Linked DNA regions of Bactrocera dorsalis: region 2 is linked to region 1. A link is a contact called in public Hi-C data. All regions are on one chromosome and are shown on one strand. The core of a region is the stretch at or near the end of the contact, and the rest is flanking DNA. Distances in the headings are between cores, read along the strand shown.

Region 1 (7,106 bases), core at 1,441-3,940:
TATTCTAGCTCTCGAAATTTCAGTTCCCGAACAAGACGACAAATTGAACTGTTGTTCAGTCATCGATCCAAATGAATGAATCGTTTATGAAAATGTTGCCTTTGCAAGGTTTATTGAAAATTTCTACAATCATTTTCTTACAGAAAATTTTGAGAATCTTATATAATCCTCGAATAAAGTTAGACTTTTTCAAAAGAATAAAATCAAATAGTCACGTTGACTAGAATATTTACTATTACCGCGAGTTAATTCTGGGATCTCTAGAGGATGATAGGTGAAATCGAAATAAGTTTATTAAAATCTTCGGAAATACCGTTATTTATAATTTATCTGCCGTAAGAAATTTTGTCATCTTATTTTCTTTATTTACAAAACCAATAATGATTTTGATGACTTATGAAGAAGAAAAGGCTATTTGAAAGACTTTTGTGATTAAAACATCACATAAGATTCTACCGGACTACCTTCGAGTTTTGAAGTAACTCTGCTATAATGTCGGGAACCATACACAAAAACGGTTATCTGAGGAAATTGCAGACCCTTATCAACAAAATTTAAATCGGATATGTGGGTATTCGGGTTATTTATCAACAAAATGGGTGGGTCTTCAAATTAGATATGTGGGTATTTGGATTACTTATGATCCTATAGTAACTGCTTGTATACTTCTTACTCATACATATTTGAACTCTTGCCGGTGAAAGCTTTACTCTGGAAAATGTATAGTATAGTTCAAAATCGATTAGGTTAAAAATTTCCAATCAAATGACCGCCATTTTATTTCTGTGTCTTCATATATTCTTAGCTTTTACTCCAAGCTTTACCCTCATTCGTTAATCTAACTTGGCCTCTTTGGATCGCTCACGATAAGTTCTTCATCCGATTGCTCGCTGGGTCTCACCGTCCGTCCCTCTTCCCACTTTATGCGTCTCTATGCCAGCAAGCTGCCCTCATTTGTTCTCTGGTCGCATCCGGCTTTACGTCTTTTTCGTTTTATGCATACACAAATACGCACTAGTGTACATATGTACAACGTTTCCTTGGAAATTGAAGACAGTGCATTTCTCGCAGCAATCAAAGCCGCAACAACAACAAGAACAACAATAAAAGTAACATTAGCGGCTGCAGCAACAGCAACCACATTCCAACCATCCACACATTTTCTACAGCGGCTACAAACGAGCATACACTCGTAAAGAACAACAACAACAACAACAATAATAATAGCCACAACAGGAATACTTCACAAAGTTAGCGGGTGAGCTATGCCCGCACGTACATATGTAAAGACAGGCGGACAGACCCATAGCGGCGTAGGACGTAATGGCTGAGCGGGCAGCGGCAAATGATCGTCTGTAGTTTACACACACGCACACGCAAGCAGTTCATATATATGTGTGTATGTATGTACAGACCCCCTCAAAGTAAAAATATCTTTTCCCTATCTGCGCTCAACCATATACACACATACACATACATACAGAAGACGTAAATATATTGTGTATTCGCTCGAGGAACGAGGAAGCGAAAAAGTTTCGATAAATAAGCAAGAAAAAATATAAACAATCTGTCATAAGAGCGGCCGAGAATTATAAGTGGATTTGTGTGTGCATATGTACGTATGTATGTGTGTGCCTGAAGTGTATTTGCCTGAAGAAAGCAAAGTGTTGGGAAAACAGGGTGTTGCATCAGCAATTCTGACTGTTTTACTTGGTCATTTCGTTGTGGCCACAAGCACACCTTTAAGCATATTAAGAAAAAAGCTTTTCTTTGATTGTACTGAAGCTTTAATACCCTTTACAGGTGCTTTTATACTAGCATAAAAGGGCCTAAAAGATCGTTATATTGATTTTGATCGATCAGTTTGTGTGACAACTATATAATATAAAAATCCGATCTGAATAAAATTTCCTGAGATTATAGGCATTTCTTGGGCGATAATCTAAGCCAAATTTCGTGACGATATCTTATCAAATAAAGATGATTTCCATATAAAGACTAAATCGGCCCAACTCCTCAACCTGACCTTTTATATAAATAGGTGCTTTGTAGGGTCTCCGACGTTCTCTTCTAGATTTTACAAACCTCATGGCAAGCTTTATATACCCTGTTCCGGATATAATTATATACATATACAAACATACTTATGTTTATGTAGCCTTTTCCGCTCCATCCGCTGCTCATATGCTCGCTCACCCAGTTGCCCACTGCCACAGCTGCTTGTCGTCTCCGCTTGCTGGTTTTCTCACATCTATCTACACATAACATAAATATGTAGCTATGTACATATTTACGTATGAATGTACATATGTATGTATGTATGTATCTTATTCGTGCTCTGTTTACCCACTAGCGGATACGATCGGTCTTCCTTTAACTTGTTGCACGTTGCGCGAGCGCTTCCTCCAACTTGTGCACTGTTTGATTGCTACCATTTCAAACATACAAACTTACAAACAATATATACATACAAACATACATCTGCACATATTTAAGACCATAAATTATATATGTACATGTAGTCGTTTTTGCTGGCCGCTTGCGGTTGCATTGTGTGAAACAAGTTTATTTGATTTTTGTTGCCATCATTGTTGTTGTTGTTGCTTGTCATTTTGCTTGGTATGCACACTTCCGTTTGCGGCGTCTGGGCGAACATACATCGACATCACATACATATGCACATACATACAAACATGCACTGTTGCCGCCAACTACAGCCACTGCCACTGCCACAGCGACTGCATCTTAACGGCAACAGCAACAACGGACGTTGCTGTGTTGTTGGCACGTTGCGACGTTTTAGATGTCGAGTCGAGTTTCGCAAGGTAGCCTGATCTTAATAGCCGTCATCAATCGTTTTTTTTTGTTGTTGTTGATTCTGCTTCTTGCTTGTGCAGCAGCATCAGTCGCAGCACTCGTTAGTATCGACAGCAGCAACAACAGCAACATCAAAGTTATTGTCGTCATCGTCAACATCGTCGTTTTGTATGAGTTAGCAATTCGTTGTTGTTGTTGTTGCTGCTTTTTTCATGTTGAAACTTCCATATGTGCTGCAAAGTTAAACGACAAGCATTGACATACAGTGGGCAAGTTAGATTAGGGTTGTTAATAGGCTTTGAAACTTTTGTTATCTGCTCAAGGTCGAAGGCTGGAAGTTTGGACATGAAGAGTCTAGGTACTCGGTGGTTTGATTTTTGGCGGTGGGTGGTCCACGGAACGAAAGTTAGTTCGCTGATAACTCGAGCAAGTTTTTAAATGGCGATGCTCATTTTAAGTTAAAAAAATTTTAGACTTTCGCACATAGATACACCCAAAAATGTAGCCGATCTTTCGCAAAACTGCTAGCACTGCTAGCAACCTTGATAAACGAGGAATGTACCGCGACTTTAGGTCTATTGTGCCCTCAAACTTATTGTCCGAAAATATTCGAACTGAGTTGAATACATAGATATCTAAGCAACAATGGTCAAAACCCGAAATCCAGAAGTTAAAAAAAAGTTTCTCGATTACGTCAAAATGACGCAATCTCTTTTTTTCTGTCTCTCTGAGTATTTTCTGCGTTCACTGTTCGATTTAGAGCACCAAATGTAATTGTGAAGTACTTGGGATTCAGCTCGAGAGGACTGCAGAATGATTGTTGCCCAGGTCGCAAACTACTTACATCACATGCAAGCCGGTTGGGCATAAATAACGACGATACATGCAGAAAGTATAGAAAAGTAGGCATGAGAGCGACACTGGAACATCTCCTATGCTTCTATACAGTAATATCTAGAACTCGTCTTAGATATCTAGGAGCTTCGGAGTTCAAGGGACTGGTTGAAGTTACAAAATTAGATATCAAGTTCGCAAAAGGTATTAGCATCCTGTAGCACTAACACTTCAGCTCTGGAATTACTAAGAACCCGTGTATGGCGTGGCAACCAACCAGTATAAGCTAACCTAACTTCTAATTCAATGTTGGGAAGCAGACTTTTTTTTTGAAAATAATAACTCTCAAGCGCTAACTGTTTGGACTGGAGGGCAAACACTGCTGTTGTAACTAATTTTCCTAATTTAAGGATTCAAGAGCACTCTAAAAATACTTGACATTGGCACTTTATTCTTAGAATTATGCATCCTGGAAATCAAACGTCTATCGTTTATGCTTTTTAGACAGCTATTTGTTAGTATAACAGAGTTTATATTGACACATTGATAGAATTGGGTGGCCACTGGACCATCGTAAGCACCTTTTTCAAGGGAGCATCTACCAGGAAAAACATACTAGTAAGGTATAAGTATATAGCTTTTCAGATATATTCACTTTTTGAAAACCGGTAGACTTGAAAAGAGATGGTTCAAGTTTTTGACCAAAAAAGTTTGAAGTTAATTAGTTATCCAAAATCCAGTTAATCCAGAGATCCAAAAATCATCTCGATCGAATACTGGATAATATTATCTAGAATCAAGCAATAGTCTCCAAGTACCAGAGTTCCTCGTATTTGATAAATATACTTTCGGAAAAAGTATTTCCAGTCGATTTTTGAAACTTCCCGACTGACCTAACCTAAAAACAACTTTTGAAAATTCATTTAGTTCTACATGTGAGCTTTAAGGTTTAAATTTTCCATGCCTTGCTTCATTTCCATAAAAAAACTGCTTTAAATCAGCTATTACAACAAAAAATACGTCAATATATTTGGAAGCTTATCACTTTTCACATATATTTTTCTGATTTAACATCGAAATTCGACCACACTGCACCACTGTGATGTGCGGCTGTTCCCAATACGCGCGCATCCGGCACATTACAACTCTGTCCGCGCGCGCGTCTTCTCACTTCACCAAAAACGGCAAGAAAACGGTTTTTTGGAAGGAAATTAACATATTACGCGATTAAAACACGAAATATCGAAATATTTTTCATAAACAAGAAATTGCTACATTTGGAGGCGCGCACGCTGTAAAAGGTGTTTGCGCTGCGTCGATTCGATTTTTTTTTTCTGTGCTGTACTTCAGCGCATATTACGTTTGCGTGCTGCTGTTTGCGACGCGCAAATCGGAGATCGCACGCCGCACCCAACCGAGCGACGCATCGAACGCGTAAGCGAACATACAGACAGCGCACAGCTGTGATCGCCGCGCTGAAGATGCTGTCTGTGTGGGTTGGGCGCGTTGCGCGCTGTTTCGGCAACCCGTTTTTGCGGATACAGTGCGGTGGGTTCACGTCCGCATTGCCAGCGGATGTATTTGTTTATTTGTCTGCTTTTGTTGTTGTTGGTAGATATGTATGCATGTGGAAATCGCCGCAAAACGATTTGCATTTATTTCGGTTTCGATTTTCGGCTTCAATACGCCGCCGTCTAATAACAATGCACACATACATACATACGTGTAAATATAGCTATTCCCAAGCGGAAGTGTGTGTTCAAATACACCCACATGCCCATTGTACCGCTTTAGTACACCCCTTTCACCCTGCGCCAACGCGTCGCTGTTAGTTAGTAATCTCGTATATCGATTTCGTAAACTTTATCTTATGTGTTTTTTTCTTCTTTGCTCTCCTCTTTCCAGATCAGTTCGTGTACATTCGTACGGTCGTTCGTTCGTTGTGGTTTACACTACAGCTAGCCAGCTAGCAGCTAGCGCAACTTGATTAGCAGCAGCGAGCAGTGAGCAGCTTATTGGGCGACCCAGCGACCCAGTGTCGCAGCAGTCGTATTTCCGTGTGGCGTTGGTCAACACAAACAATTAAAATCGTGCACGCGTCTCTGGTTCAAAATGAAAATGCTTCCCGTACAGCTGTCGTTGAATCCGCAGCTCGGTCTGTGGGGTGATATGTTGTGGCGTTGCCCGCCGGCGCCCTCCAGCCAATTGGCTGAATTGAAGACACAATTGCCGCCATCGTTGCCATCCGATCCGCGTTTGTGGGGTCGCGAAGATGTCACCGTCTTTTTACGCTTCTGCGAACGCGAATTCGATCTGCCCAAAGTGGATCATGATCTCTTCCAAATGAACGGCAAAGCGCTTTGCCTGCTAACACGCGCCGATTTCGGTCACCGTTGTCCGGGCGCTGGTGATGTATTACACAATGTGCTGCAAATGCTCATCATCGAATCACACATGATGCAATGGCATTTACCCAACAGTCCGGTCACACCGACCAGTCGTTATCCATTGTCGCCGCATAGCCATCCACAGACGCCTACATGGCCACCAATTGGCGCACCACCGGACAGTCCATTTCACAATGCGCATATGCATCATTTTATGGCGCCCAATTCGGTAACGCTCAGCCCGCCGCCATCGGTGGACTCACAAGCCAGCAGCCCGCCACAAAGCCAGGAACAAAATTTGGCAGTTGCCGCCGCCGCAGCAGCAGCTGCCGCAGCCGCTTCAGTGAGCGGTGCCAGCACGAGCAGCAGCAGTAGTAGTAGCACCAGTAGCGGTAGTAGTAACAGCGGTTTGGGTGTGACCAGCAGCAGCGCCAACGGTAATCTGTTGCCACCAGCCATCTCGGTAACAATGAGCAGCGGTAACGGTTACCCAGCACATCATGCAACCGCCAGCACAGGCGCCAGCAGCAATCAATCCGATTCGGATGAGGAAGGCAGCTACTCAGAGCTGGCAGCGGCCAATAGTTTGTCCAAGAGTAGCGCAGCGGCAGCAGTTGTGGCAGCACATTACAGCGCCAGTCCGCCAACAACGCCCATATTAAAGGATATGCCACAGAGCTTATCACAACAGATTACAAACAGCTTTGTCAATTCGTGGTCACAGAATCAGGCCGCACAGGCCATGAGCCAGAAGTATCAGCCGAATGGCAGTAGCGGCGGCTCAGTTTCGGCGCCGACGACGCCCAGCTATATGCAGCCCGTGAAACGCGAATTCTTTCCGGAAACCACAGAACCCAATACAAGTGAGTTGAAAATAGTTTGAGCGCGAGCTTTAATAGATATAAGATTTTTTATAATGAAACTAACCTCACTTTTCTCTCTCTCTCTCTTCCCAGATGGTCGTTTGCTGTGGGATTTCTTGCAACAATTGCTAAACGATCGCAATCAGAAGTACAGCGATTTGATCGCGTGGAAGTGTCGTGACACAGGCGTCTTCAAGATCGTCGA
Region 2 (7,106 bases), core at 1,493-3,992, 61 kb before region 1:
CCAGCGTCGTCGTCGTCGTCGTCGCAATTAGCGTACGATTAAAGTGTGCAAGGCGCAAGACGCGCGGCAAACCGCTTAAATTACAATTGTGTATGCATGTGGGTGGGTGTGTATGTGCGCGCACGAATATATTGCATGTAATAGCAGGCGTCAGCTAGATTTGCTGTCGTTAACTATTTCTCTTTCCTGGTTTTGATTCTGGCTGGCTGATTTGCGCGCGGTCTTCCTCCCCTCCACAATTTGCAAAGAAAAGTGCGGCGCACAGAAGAAACCGAAAACCCGCAAACATATATGCATACGTAAATACTGTCGGGTATATGTATGTATGTATGTATGTAGCAACAGACACAGAAGCAAGGCAAAGCAAATACAATAAATTAAATTCACTTCCGCATTGCTCCACAAATACACAGCAACAGCGACACAACACGACAGCAGCAGCAGCAGTGGCAACGACAACGTAAGAGCGCAATACAATACGACGTACAAAACGAACGAGCGCAACGTCGGTGAGGAAGACGACGATGACGATGACGACGACGACAACAGCGTTGATGAAAACAACCAAAAACTATGCGCGAAAAGTGCTGGTCGCCGCCACCGCTGTCATCGTCGCGCGCGTCGTTTTGGTGTGCGCCTCAACCAAAGCTAGAAGCAGCAAACTAAGTGGGAAAGCTGACCCGCGTAAGTCACTTGCACACTTTCAGCAAAAAACTTAACTGCGAACATAAATTACGAGTACAATGTGGGTTTGCCGCATGCGCACGGCGTTCTGTCTCCCCCCATTCAGTGCCTTGGTTAGACGCGCGGTCGGTGGTTTGATTGGTTGGTCGATCGGTCGCTCGGTCAGTTAACCAAGTGATCAGTTGATAGGGAACTCAGTCGGCCCAGTCGTGCATGACCAGTTTCTGCTGGCGCGTAAAACGTACCGACGTTTCATAGGAACTAGAATATATTTACATAAAATGTGATGTGTAAGTACATGTATCTCGGCCACAGATGCTACACCTCGATCGTCTTGAACGCTGAGACAGTGTGCGAATTCACGGAAATATGAAATAGAATTACAGATTTTTGCTTTGAGGGGAAGGTAGGGTGGAAAGAGTTCCTAGTAAAAGTTTTTAGATTCGAATTTTCAACCCGAAGAGACAGATGTGATCTTAGAAGTTTGTAAGATGGTTTCAAAACCAGATTTGGGTTAGAAAAATCGAAATAAAAATGTCTTAGTATGGTATAACATCAGAGTTTGATAAAATATATATTCATATATGTATGTATATAATATATACGTAAAAAAGTATTTCTTTATGTCACTAGCTTTGATTTGCCTTAAAAACCCCTTAAATACGAAATATTCAAATCATCGACTATATTTGGATAAATAAAAACCAAGTCGCCAAACCAAAAGTTCTTTCCACATTTCACTCGAAAATTATATTATTTGGAAATTCATAAGAAAAACCACGGAATCTGCCAAAATCGTTGAAAATGTTCTTAGTCAGTGCCTACTAAAAGAGTTTGCGGTTGGAATAATCTTCCAATGATTTCTAAACCAAACGGGGCCGGTATATGAAAGAACTTTTTAGTGAAGGAATGAAAATAAGTGAAATTCCTTGGAAGTAACGAACTTTCAGACTAATAATACTTGTTTAAATATAAATCCTTCTTGAAAATATTATTGCCGATCACAAATATCATCGGTATTAAGTAATTTTGCTTAAGCGTTGAAGCAAAGTGAGGACTTAACCTTTCAATTCGTAATTTTCTCCAGCCAAAAAGTTTGGTTTAGGCTTTAAAATACTTTACTGAATATCTTATCTGCAAACGTGAAGAAATCTTATTTCTACTCCTAATTTACATATGTCTTAACCCACTTTATAATTTCTCACGAAAGTCCATACCGATCCGCACATACCCACTGTATGCCTGACATGCATCCATGCGAACGCAGCGTAACGCCAACCCAACGACCGCAACCAAATCTCAATCTCAGCGAAGTATATATGTATGTACGCATGTGCTGAAATAAGTGGAAAATGAATAAAGTAGGAAGTGAAGCGCTGAGCGCGTTGCAGTCGAAGTCACCGGTGAGCGTGAACGCGGTGGAGAGGACGGCAAGCAATGAGAAAAAGAAAGGCGAAACAGCGGTCAAAAAGACAATGACTACGAAGAAAATACAAGTATTGCAGTCTGCGCAGGGAACGGAGTCAACAATAATAAATAAAATGCAGCACACGCTCTCTTACATGTTCTCTCTATCTCGTGTGCCAACGCTCATTACACTTGTAAGATTATAAATTGTTGTAAAATTAGTGAGCAGATTTGTAGGACTGAGTAAAACTCCGAGATGTTAGAGAGCGCCTCTGTGTAGGCTGAGAAAAATACATAACTTAATCGTAAGCGCTAAAGAAGCCGCATTAAGAGAGCGCGTCTGTTCGTTTCGAAGAATGCGCGGAATTTTTTATTTGTGTGTGTGGAGAAATAAATAATTATTTGCATTTTTGCAAACTGAAATGACTAGCGCAGAAAAAAATGCACGCTCTTCGGAGAGCGCACTAATGATTGTGAGAGCACGAGTGAGCGAGCGAAGGCGCGATCACTTGCCGCTGACGCATAAAGAAATCAATTATATTTACTATTTTCTGTGTGGAAGCTTGATAGCTGACTTATGCGGTAGCTTTATCTCAAAGTAAGCTACGGCTTCTACTCACTAAAACAACAAGCAACTGCTCTGTAATCGCCACAGCTGTGTTGAATGTTGTGCTCACGCTCTCTGCTTCGTAAGCGGGAACACAGGTGTGCGCGCGGTGTTGTTGATCACCACGTTGGAAACAACTTTAAGGCGTTTGGGGCAAGTAAGCAAGTCATAGCCCGTCGCCATATACGGAAATGAAACTAGTTTAGTGATGTTTCACTTGACTTGGTATGGATGTGCTCCACTTACAGCAAACGTACCGACTATAACAACAACAACGTAAAAGACTCTCGTAACATGACTGCATAAGAAGGAGTTGCAGTTTTACTTACATATCTACTTACTTACTGACTTTGCGGGTAACCCATAGGTAGAAATATAATATGCTGACTTGTAAATGGGGGACTTATCAATTGTTCACTAGGGTATTAAAGCATAATGCGAAATAGCATAACACAACATACTATATTAGCATAGTTTAGTACAGTAAAACATAGCATGACATAAATTTACATAGCATAACAGAGCATATAGTAACGTAGCAGATATGACATAACATAATTTAGCATAGCAGACATAACATAAATACTTTAACATACCATAATAACAGTTTAATATAGCATGATGTAACGTAACATAACATAACAGAAAATAACTTTACATAGCACACTTGACATAACAGAACATAACGTAACATTGCAAAGCATGACATAACAAATCGATCGTAGCTTAATATAAATTTACGTAAAAACATAACATAGCTTAACTTAAGATAGCAGAACACAACATAACTTAGCATAGCATAACATAACATTATTTAACATAACATAGCAGAACATAATTTAGCCTAACTTAACATAGTATAACATAACATTATTTAACGTAACATGGCAGAACATAACTTAGTATAGCATAACATAACCTAACTCAACAATAACAGAACATAACATAACTTAGCTTGGCATAACAAAACATTATTTAACGTAACATAGCAGAACATAACTTAGCAGAGCATAACATAACATAGCAGAACATAACTTAACCTAACTTAACATAACATAACATTATTTAACGTAACATGGCAGAACATAATATAACTTAGCCTGGCATAACATAACATTACTTAACATAACATAGCAAAACATAACTTAGCATAGGCAAACATAATATATCGTAGCATAGCATAACATTGCGGCCTTCTGTTTCTTTGAAAGTTCGTTAACTTGAAAGAAAAAGTACCGATTATTTCAGCTTATGTGATCGCCAAAAATGGAAATGAACTGTTTGCAAATAGTCTGGAATAAATAAGAAAAATGCGGGTTTGCTACATACATACATATGTACATACACAGTTATATCAGCAGTTAAATATATATTCATTTGAACGAATATACATATTTATAATTTATCAGCAGTTCGATGACTAAATTGCTTTTTTAGGCATAAAAGTGTGATCATTTCATTGGAAGGTGCCTTATTTATTCTTCAAGTTCTTTAAGGTTTAACAAGAAGCAGCTTATCTGTTTCTTGGTTATACTTGTATAATTATAAAAAAATATTATTAATATTTTATTTTGGGCAATATGCAATAATGAACGACTGAAGTTGGCGGATTATCGGTAATTATTGTAATCATTCACTGAATTTCTTAGACCCCATTTTAAGATTGGGAAATACATATGTTTTTTCGGTGGAAGATTTCTAGCGGTGGTTCACCCGAACTGTGCAATTTTGTTGATTTTGACCTTTATTTGTTTGGGAATGTGTTTATTTTTGCTCTTCACTTTTTCTAATATTTTCATCTTTGAAGATGTCGAAGGTCGTCCAGAGCAAAGCATGTTTTCAACGATCTCTCGACCATCTTTGAAGGCTTTGTACTAATCGTAGACTTGTGTTTTTGTATATACCGTAAGCCTTGCCCAACATTTGCAACGATTTCGTATTCTGATGTATTCTTCTAGTAAATCGGTTATCTATTTTGAACTTGGTTGCTTGGTCCACCACATAATGTAGATAATAAGTGCTAAAGAGCATAGAAACTACAGTTGGGAGAACATAATACTACTGGCTTATTCTTCCGTTAAACCTTTATCGCATCGCAATTCTCTATACTTAATAGTTATTAGTTTTAGTCTTCTTTAACTGAATATGTTCAAATGGAGTATCGACGTTTTCAAGGATCTTAAAACTATAAACTTTATATTTATAAAAACTTTTATCAACACTTTTACTTGTCTTGAAAGATCTATTGTCGTCGTTTGATACAAAACACTACGATTTGAGGTTATGTAAATTGTTGGAAAGATTTCCTTGAATTTGTCAAGCCTTAATTGTATCAAAATTCGATATTATTGTTGATTAATTGTACTGAAATTCGGTATTTTTGTTGATTAATTGTACTGAAATTCGGTATTTTTGCTGATTAATTGTACCGAAATTCGGTATTTTTGTTGAATAATTGTACCGAAACTCGGTATTTTTGTTGATTAATTTTAATGAAATTCGATACTATATTTGATTAATTGTACCGAAATTCGGTATATTTGCTGATTATTTGTACCGAATTTCGGTATTATTGTTGATTAATTGTACCGAAATTCAATATTTTGTTAATTGATTGTACCGAAATTCGGTAGTTTTGTTGATTAATTGTAGCGAAATTCGATGTTTTGTTGATTAATTGCACCGAAATTCGGTAGTTTTGTTGATTAATTGTACCGAAATACGGTATCTTTTGTTGATTAATTGTAGCGAAATTCGATATTTTGTTGATTAATTGTAGCGAAATTCGGTAGTTTTGTTGATTAATTGCACCGAAATTCGGTAGTTTTGTTGATTAATTGTACCGAAATACGGTATCTTTTGTTGATAAAATAAAACAACACTTTGAATTTTCTTAAATTAAACCCGTTCGTGTGGTTTGGTTGGAGAGCACACAATTTAAGTTTATGTTTAATATTCGGAAATTTTCTTGTAAAAGCAAAATCAACTTTATGCCGAATTTTGGTATGATTTTTGACAATTTCAAACTCACATTCCAATTTTATTGAACAGTAACCATTTTAGCGGCTCGAATTGGAAACACAGTTTGTGGTTATGTAAACCGCTCAGAAGATTTCCTCAAAAAATATAAAGCTAAAATGTCTAGCTGAGAAATTACATAACTGCAAATATTTCGTGACTAAATACACACAAAAAGTATAATGTACAAAAACGACAGCAACAACAACAACGAAATCTAATTCAAATATTTCTGTGTGTGCCAAAGTTTTCTAAGAAGTAATTTCTTTTCATTATGCGCACGCCAACACAACCAGTTTCACCTGCGCATATCAATATTTACATAAACATGCATCTGTCTATAACGGCATACATACTTATTTACATACATACATACAACTATGTGCACATAAATAAACTTTAAGCTGCGCTTCCTTATACTCTTACTTACCCAAACACATGCTTAGGTGCATATAGAGACACCCAGTAATACATACATACATACATACAACTGCACATAAGAGGCACCTAACTGACCCATTTTTTATTGTGCCTTTTCTTCTATTTTCCTTATTTACTTTTACATCACTGTTACAATATTTCACCAATCGAATTAATCAATTCTGCTTTGCAGCGAGTAAAAGAGCCAAAGTAAAGTGAACCAAAGAAAAAAGTAATCGCCCGATCGCACACACACACCAACCACCACACGTGTGTATCTGTTACATATGATCGCGGTCTTGGCGGCGTTCGTTTGCTGCTTTGTTGGCCGTTGGCGCTTGGCTGGGTGACCGGCCAGTTGATTGTCTGCCCGTGTGTGTTGTTGCTGTTGTTTTGAGCTTAGCTTTTATTGCTTTCAGCAGTTGTTGGTGCTATTGCTGCTGTTGCTGCTGTTTTTGTCGTGTTGACCCAAAAAGCGCAGCTTAACACACAACGCTGCACGGCCATTGATAGATCGTTTGCGCGTTCAGTCCATATTCGCATAACTGGGTAAATAGTAAGAAATATGTTTGTATGTGCTGTTTGTAGTGAGAAAAGAAAAGAAAGGTAGCAAGCAGGAAATCAGTTGAAGTTGAAAAAATGCAACAACAAGCATTCAAAAGTAGTTAAGAGCAATAAAATTAATTAAAAATCACTCGCTTTTAAACAATGTTGATATTAACTTAAAGGTTTGACACTTTAGTGAGCACATAGTACTTAATTATGGTATATCGAACGTTTACTTACAATAATTAAAAAAAAACTTTTGAAATTTCTGAAAATTAGAAATAAAAAAAATTATTTTATTTTTTGAAAATTTGCAGAATTTGTTTTAGAATTTAATTAAATGTTTTTAAATTGTTTTTTTATTTTTTCATATATTTTTTTGTTTTTAATTATTTTGATTTTGTCTTCTTAGCTTTTGATTGGT

The links. A called contact is a pair of places that touch in the nucleus more often than the background predicts.
Region 2: a Hi-C map of whole body shows a contact between it and region 1, with 4 times the contacts expected there. The contact joins two enhancer-like sites. A contact is called at or near these places in 2 of 2 Hi-C or Micro-C datasets (both in whole body).

What each region holds. Positions count from the first base shown.
Region 1 is chr1:97,495,770-97,502,875 of ASM2337382v1, reverse strand. LOC105228744 (ets DNA-binding protein pokkuri) reads left to right here. Exons shown (of 4, transcript XM_011208688.4): 2 at 5,557-6,901; 3 at 6,995-7,106. The coding sequence starts at 5,764. Among protein-coding and RNA genes, the nearest start is that of LOC105228745, 16 kb to the right of the region's middle. Within about 2 kb of position 2,690, the one cell type or tissue checked has open chromatin away from gene starts, as enhancers often do.
Region 2 is chr1:97,556,952-97,564,057 of ASM2337382v1, reverse strand. All of the region lies in intron 1 of LOC105228744 (ets DNA-binding protein pokkuri), which reads left to right. Among protein-coding and RNA genes, the nearest start is that of LOC105228744, 11 kb to the left of the region's middle. Within about 2 kb of position 2,742, the one cell type or tissue checked has open chromatin away from gene starts, as enhancers often do.